Linked DNA regions of Mus musculus: region 1 is linked to region 2. Evidence: chromatin contacts called from public promoter capture Hi-C data. All regions are on one chromosome and are shown on one strand. Each heading gives the region's core, a stretch centred on a gene start, on an enhancer-like site or on the middle of the called end of the contact. The rest is flanking DNA. Distances are from core to core; before and after follow the strand shown. Region 1 holds the start of Kctd7 (potassium channel tetramerisation domain containing 7). Region 2 holds the start of Phkg1 (phosphorylase kinase gamma 1).

Region 1 (4,003 bases), core at 996-3,495, 270 kb after region 2:
GACTGAGCCATCTTAACTGCCTCCTCTTGACAGTGTTCTGTTTCAGGGGCTTAGAAAGGCGTTCAGTTGCTGTTCAAAATCTGAAAGTCATCTTGGATTCTAGGACCAGCAGAGGCTCACAGAATAGACACCCACCCACCACTCCATAGGAAAAATTATCTGTGATACTGAGGCCGCACCTGGAGTAGGAATTATCCTAATCAGCTTGAAAGGATTTCTTTGGACCAACTTACAGAATCAAAACCAAGACAACCCACATCTTGACTAGTGCATAGCCTCTGCCTCAATCTGTCATCTACTTAAGCCTAAAGTTCATCTGATAATTGGCATGACCATTTCCTCTTCGCAGTGTGGGCCATGTTGATTAAATCTCTGATTTTCTCTTTTAAGTGGTTTATTGGGACAGGTAACAAAAGCCTATTGGAGCTGTGGAAAGATGCGGGGCTTCTTCTGAAGGAACCTCCCCCAACAGAGGTCACACAGTCGATGCGTGACTGAGACGTGCTGCATCAAATGGGTCATCTGACTAGCTGGGAAGAGCCTTCTGGGAGTGCCTGTTTCTGTCTGTGTCCTGGTGCAGAGGTGATGACGTTATCATGGAGAGGGTCATCTAGAATTGCGGGTATGGCTTCTTTTTCTCTGTCCAGTTGAAAGAATGACCAAGCAGGAAAGGCGAGGACTCGGCAGTCAGCCAAGCTTTATTGAAGTCACATACAGCAAAACACAGATTCCCTGCCAGGGGAGAAGATATTCAGAAATCCAGTTCAAAAGGAGGGCTTGAGCCTTTTGGTGGTGTACTCTCCATCCACTTATTTTTGAATGGCTAATTTAAACAAATAGGAGGCATCTGATAAAGCCACAGCTTTGCGCGTACGCATGTGTGGGCAGGTCAGATGGAGAAGAGGAGCCCTGTTTGGGAGTGGGGTTTTCTCTTTTCTCATCTGTGGTTATTTAATTTTTTTCATTTTTAGCGTTTGTTTTTAGCAGTCTCATGTAACCCAATTTGGACTCACAATGTTATGAAGCTGAAGCTGGCCTTGACTTCCAAGTACTGATATTGCAGCGTGAGTCACCATACTCAGTTCCGTTATTATTTATTATTATTATTTATTATACTAGAGACAAGAGTTGAATTCTCAGAAATCCTTCTAACCTCTCAAGTCGCTGCAATTAAAGGTATTTGCAACCAAGGTTTTCCTTCCTGTGTGAGTCCACGGAAAAAGCGCTAGCACAGCAGCCATGTCCTTGCCAGCCATTGGTGTTGCAGTGCTCAATTTCTATTACACAGCAGGTGCCCTCAGCCCTCCACAACACATCCTCAAGGACAGCCTGCTTAGGCCTTTTTTCACTGGCCCGCTGCTATGGAGACAAACCAGCCAGTCCTGGGCCCTTTCCCAGGACACATGGACCGGGATGATAAAGTGGAGTGGCCTGGAGCTTCGCGCCTGCTAGTCAGAAAGCCAATGAAAGCAGGACCACGGTGCTGCCCCTATGAGCGGGCTTCCTGCCAATCAGGGGCGGAGGCCAGCGAGGACACAGCCAATAGCAGGAGCAATTGGGTGGTCTGTCCTTTCGGGAACCGCGCCGGGGGACCAGCGCTGTCGTTGAACGTCGGAAGTGCAGAACGCGTGCCCTTTAGGTGGCCTATAAGAATGGGACTGATCGGCAAGCCGTTGTCAGTTGTCACTCTAGTTTGAGACCTCGATGGTTGGATCAGACCTTTAACCGTCATAGCGGAGCTAATCGGACACTGCCAGTAGTAGGAGGCGACCGGGTGAGGCCAGAGATGCTACCTGCGCTGTGGTTGCTATGCGCAGAGAGCCGCTTCCCTAGATAAGTGGCCTGGACCAAGGGAGGTAGCGCTCCCGTTAGTTAGATAGCCAATCAGAATGGAACAAACCCAACCAGACGTGTTTACCCTATAATTGGACAATGCTCTTGCCAATCATAGCAGGAGTTCATGAAACCTCGGCCAATAGCAAGAAGCGCCTGGTTCCGATTTGCAGCGCAGGGTCCACGCGGTGGTTGCTGATCGAGGTCGTCAGTGGGCGATCACCTCCCCTCGGCCAAACCCTGGAGCAGACAGGCGTCGCTCGCGCTTGTCAGCCAAGAGCCAATCAGAATTGGGTAGGCCTGTAGCCACTACGGCTTAAGGCCGAATTGTTTGTTCTGTGATTGGGCGAACCTCCTGACAATCAGGGCGGAGCCAGCGAAGATTCGGCCAATGGCTGGAGGCAGCCAGGTCAGACCAGCGACTAACTGTAGGCGCGTTGGTCGTTAGACTGTTGGAGGGCAGCACAGGACATCCTAACTGCTTGCAGGTCCTCGGCGTCTAGCGCCCGCCGGCGGCCCATCTCGTCATGTCAGGCACTGCTTGGCTTTAGTTCTTCAGGCCTCCGCCCACCCGCCTACCCGAAGCCGCGCCCACCGCCCAGAGCCAGAGGGATGGTGGTAGTCACCGGGCGGGAGCCAGACAGCCGTCACTCGGACGGTGCCATGTCCAGCTCCGAAGCCGAAGACGACTTCCTGGAGCCGGCCACTCCTACGGCCACGCAAGCGGGGCACGGGCTGCCCCTGCTGCCCCAGGAGGTACCTGGATCGAGCGATGGGGGAAGGGAGGGCTGATGGGAAGCGAGGGAGAGACTGGTGCTTGCAGAGCTGACCTTGGGCGGAGAGCCTCCCAAGGAGCTATCCACCCCTGATGCCACTCCTACACTAGGTGTATCCTCCCTGCCCCGAGTCACCTGCACTCCAAGTCCCTTCTTCCCGTACTACCAGATGTCAGTTCCATTCCTGTATTTCATGTCACCTTTATCAACTAGACGAGGACTCAACACATAGCATGTTCCATACAATCCAAAGGAGGACCTGGGTTATCCAGGTGTATCCTCCAGCTGCCGGGGGAGTGGCATTAGAAACTACCTGCAGTTAACCTATCTGGTGCCTTGGTATGATTTAAGAAAAGGACACACCTGAGTGGACCAATTCTCATCCAGGTGCCGTTATGCAGTGAACAATCTCCATTACCACATGGGGTAATTTTATTTGCTAGATGGACAAGAGTGAACGGTAGAGGATTTGGGGTCAAGAAAGCAGCGAGAGCAAGGACATGCAGGAGATAAATTCGGGAAATAGGAGGGCAATGGTGAGTTGAACTCAGAGCAGAGATGATGGAGGGATTAGGGGCTTCATTTATCAGTTGCTGTATTGTGCTATGGAGTGGCTTCGTTAGTAGCCCTTCCTGTGTGTGACACTTTGCACCTGAACTGACCCTGGAGATGGATAGGAAGATGAATACAGATGTAGAGATGGATAGGAAGATGGATACAGATGTGGAGACTCGACAATCTGAGGGGGCTGGCTTGAGTGAGGCTCTCCGGCAGCTGACAGTATTGTGGTAGGGTTAGAATCCCCGAATTGCCAGCATCGTGGGAAACTTGTGAACATAAGCAAAATTCTAGACATAACTCTGCAGTCAGGGAAAAGGGCCAACACGGCGGTGACACTTTTTTTTGTGCACTGTCATTGGGCAGAAGTTGTGGTTTGAGTGACAGGACACACAATCCCACAGACTGTAGGCCAGCTGTCCAGTCCCGGCCTCCTGTGAGTCACATCCCTCCCTGTGAGTTCTAGGACTCTTTTCCCTGACTTTTTTTGTTTCGCATATGGAGCAAAGAAGTACATTAGTGGGTGCTGCCTTTTAGAAAGAACTCCAGAAGTGCAAAGCATTACACCTAAGTGACATCTGAGTCTTAGCGTATACCTAAAGTGGGCTTAGCATTTCTGCAGAAATGTGAAAGGCATTTTGCACCGTGAGAGTAAGAGTTGAATTTTTGGGCTTGGTGGTACACACCTCCAATTCCAAAGGCAGAGGCAGCAGATAAATGTGAGTTCCAGGCCAGCTTGGTCTATGTAGTGAGTTCCAGGAGAGCCCGAGCTACACAGAGAAACTCTGTCTCAAAATAATAATAATAATAATAATAATAATAATAATAATAATAAT
Region 2 (3,922 bases), core at 921-3,420:
GAGGAAGGAAGGAAGGAAAAGAAGAAGAAAACAGACCTAGTAGCTAGTGAGATCTATATAGCAAGTTCTAGGCCAGCCAGGGCTACATGAGACCTTGTATCAATAAAAAAAGGGGGAGTGAGGGCAGCTGGATATTGAAAAAAAGCTTAGTGGCTACAAGCACTGGCTGCTGTTTCAGCGGCCCAGGTTCAAATTCCCAGCACCCACAGAGCAGCTCACAACCATCTATAATTCTAGTTCCAGGGAATGAGGTGCCCTCTGCTGGCCTCTATCAGGACCAGGCAGACATGTGGTGCACACATAGAACAGTCATACATGTAAAATCAAGATAATCTTACTTAAAAAAAAAAAAAAAGCCAAGCTCTGTACTGGAGCTGGACGAGTAATGCTTGGTCTCAGCCTCTGCTATAACCTCCCATTAGACTGTGATGCTTAGATGTCTCTGTGCCTTCTGCCCAGCACCGGTGTGTGGCAAGTGCTGGGTATGATTCAATGGACAGGTGATGCACTGTATAAGTCTTAGCTGATGGATACCGTAGATCCTACCTAGCAATGGCAAGCAAGACCCCAGTAGTCCTGGAGCAGAGTGGACAACACTGTAAGGTTTTTTTTGTTTTTTTTTTGTTTTTTTCCTTTTGAGACAGGGTCTCACTATGTTGCCCTGGCTGGCCTAAAACTCATAGATAAATAGATCTTTGTGCCTCTGCATTCCTAGTGCTGTCATCAAAGGCATGTGTCTCCATGCCTGGCATGAGTCGGTTACTCTTATTTCTACTTTGCTTTAAAAAAAAAATTTAATTTTATGTGTCATGGTATCTGTGTGAAGGTGTCGGATCCCCTGGAACTGGAGCCGAGGGCAGTAATGAGCTGCCACGTGGGGGCTGGGATTGAACCCAGGTCCTCTGGAAGAGCAGCCAGTGTTCTTAACCACCGAGCCATCTCTCCAGCCCGTCTTATTTTTATCTTTAGGTGCTAGGGATAAAACCCAGGGTGTTGAGTATGCTAGGCAAGCACTCTGCCACTGACTGAGCTGAGCTATGCCCCACCCCCACCGCCACCGCACCACATCCCCCACAGCCCTGAGTCAGGGTGCTCAATCTTGGATGTGGAGAAGCTAAGCTGGCCTATCTTGTTCCAGGGACATAGAGGCTCCTACCAGGAAACTGAATTCCTGCTCCAGACCCAGGGTTTGAGAAAGGCAGAAAAATCACCCAGCAATAGGAAGAGGCAAGCAGGCAAAGGGTACATGCTTCATGTCCACTTCCAAGAAAGCTTGGTCTCCCAAGGGGCCCAATTTGCTGACCAGCCAAGCGGCAGTGCTGGCTGCCTCAAGCTGGCCTTTGCAGGAAGCCTGGTGTCCAGCGACTGGGTGCCTGGTTACCAGAAGAAGGTTTAGAATAACAACTGTCTCCTTTGCCAATAGCAGGAAACAGGCCTGTGTGCTGACCCTATCAACAGCCAACAGAGCCTGAAGGTGTTAGTATGCCTTGAAAAACAAGCCTGTTTGCTGAAAGGCCATTCTAAAGGCCCAAGATGGGCATGTAATGCCCCTCACTTATTATCTAGGCACAGCAGATCCCTTGCGTGATTGAGTTCAGAGCAATTCTTGGCTCACACCAGGATGCCAGCCTGAGCCAGGCTGGTCAAATTCTGGCTGTGTTTACCCTTTCTGATAATATACGTGTGTCCATCTCCCTGTTCTTAAGGCCTGACTTGAGCCAACCATGGATCTGGATTTACTGTTTCATTATCCCCTGACACTTGTTCCAAGACTCCCTAGGGGTGTGGAGGTGTTCTAAATGAGAATAGATAGTCTAATGTTTTGGAATTTGATATCCCAGAAAGCTAATCAGAGAACACAACCGATCCATGATCTGTAGGTAACTGCCTGACAGGTGCTCTGAGAATCCGTGCTCTCCCAGGATTAAGGGGAAATGGGTCAAACAGACCTGGAAGGGGTTCCTGTCTTTGCCTCACAACCCCATTGCTCCCATCTACTGCCTGGCTACTCACCGTGAGGTCCTTGTAGGCCCTTGAATGGAAGTGACAAGAATTCCAAAGGTCCTGGAGCCCTTGGGAGACAGCAGACCACAAAGGGCTGAAGCTGTGTCCTGAGCAGACACTTATTGGAGTTGCTGTCTTGCTCCTCTTGCGGAACTTTGGTACTTGGTGATGGAAGGCTGGCCTGCCAAAAATAAATCACAACTGCAAACCTGGGATGCAGGCCAAGGTCCAGCAGGGCTAGGCCTGGGGCAGAACTACATCAGGGGTGACACCTGGCGGAGCCTGGGGAAAGCACATGTGGCAGGGATAAAGCAAATGGCTCAGAGGAGACAAAGCCTTTTGGTTTTTTTTAAATATTGGCTTTTGCTGAGCCAATGTGTTGGAGAACACTTAGGAGGCAGAGGCAGGTAGATCTTTTGAGTTTGAGTGATTTCCACAACAGCCAGAGTTAGACATAGAAACCTGGTCTGGAGAAACCAAAGACAAACAAGCAAACTTTTAATTATGTGTATGAGTGTGTATTTCTTAGTTAGGGCTTTACTGCTGTGAACAGACACCATGATCAAGGCAACTTTTTTTTCTCTACCCCCTCTCCCCTCCCACACCTCCTAATAGTGCCACTCCCCAGACCAAGCATATACAAACCATCACAGCATATCTATCTGTATGTGGATATGAGTATTAGTGCCTGCCCAAGCCAGGTGTTGGGTTTTTCTGCAGCTGGAATTATAGCTGGTTGTTTGCTACATGGGTGCTGGAGATCGAATTCTGGAAAAGCAGTTTATGATCTTAAGGAATGAGCCAGGTTCTCTAGCCCTGTTTTTTTTGCGATTTTATGTGTATGAGTCTTTTGCTGGCAGTATGTATCTGTAATACAGGAATGTCTTATATGCTCAGACATCAGCGAGGGCATTAGACCCCCCCCCCCAGAACTGGAGTTACAGACCATTATAGCCACTATGAGTATGGAAAACTGAACTCAGGTCCTCTGAAAGAGTAGCAAGTGCTCTTCACATGAGCCATGCATCTCTCCAGCCTGGCAACACCAGCTTTGAAAGGAATACATTGTTATTTTTTGAAGACAAGAGTCTTTTATTTGGAGATAGGGTTTCTCTGTATAGTCCTGGCTGTATTGGAATTCACTCTGTAGACCAGGGTGGCCTTGAACTCAGAAATTTGCCTGCCTCCTCTGCCTCCCAAGTGCTGGGATTAAACTCGTGTGCTACCATTGCCCAGTGAAGACAAGACTCTTATTACACAACTCTGACGACCCAGAAACCGTGCAGACCAAGAGGCCTCCACACTTGCACTCCTGCTTCTGCTTGTGTGTTGGCACTATAGGGTGCAACACCAAGCATGACTTTTTTTTTTTAAGTTTTTTATTTTATGTATGTGAGTACACTGTAGCTGTCTTTAGACATACCAGAGGAGGGCATCGGATGCCATTACAGATGGTTTGTGAGCCACCATGTAGTTGCTGGGAATTGAACTCCATGTTTTTGTTGTTGATGTTTGGCTGGTTTTTGTGTGGGACAGGGTTCTCTGTGTAGCCCCAGCTGTCCTGGAGCTCACCCTGTAGACCCGGCCAGCCTCAGACTCTCAGGGATCCACCGGCTGTGATCCCAGAGCTGTGATTAAGTGTGCACTACCACGCCTGGCTACAGGATGGTTTTTAACTGGGTATGGTGGCACAAGCCTCTAATCCCAGCACTTGGGAGGCTGAGGCAGGATAGGCCATTTACACAGATCTGGACTATATAGGGAGACCCAACGGCTTGCGTACGCTGCCTCCATGCAGACACGCAGTGTCACGTGGCCATCGGAGGTCTCAGTAATGTCTACCTGCTTACCACTTACTTAGCTACTTGGTTTGTTGGCATGGCTGAAGACAGGACTCAAGCCTGGTGAATACTAGACA

Evidence for each region. Promoter capture Hi-C pulls out the DNA fragments that hold promoters and counts their contacts.
Region 1: a contact with region 2 is called in a promoter capture Hi-C map of hematopoietic stem and progenitor cells, with 3 times the contacts expected there. The contact joins the promoter of Kctd7 here to the promoter of Phkg1 in region 2. A contact is called at or near these places in 12 of 39 promoter capture datasets (the 3T3-L1 cell line, 3T3-L1-derived adipocytes, the C10 cell line and 8 more), 1 of 484 Hi-C or Micro-C datasets (cerebral cortex), 4 of 115 datasets of contacts at active chromatin or transcription factors (astrocytes, bone marrow-derived macrophages, craniofacial prominence and 1 more) and 3 of 9 other capture datasets (adipose tissue, liver and pancreatic islet).

What each region holds. Positions count from the first base shown.
Region 1 is chr5:130,142,638-130,146,640 of GRCm38.p6, forward strand. It overlaps Kctd7 (potassium channel tetramerisation domain containing 7), which reads left to right and starts at 2,246. Exons shown (of 4, transcript NM_172509.4): 1 at 2,246-2,589. The coding sequence starts at 2,446.
Region 2 is chr5:129,876,918-129,880,839 of GRCm38.p6, forward strand. It overlaps Phkg1 (phosphorylase kinase gamma 1), which reads right to left and starts at 2,171. Exons shown (of 10, transcript NM_011079.3): 1 at 2,014-2,171.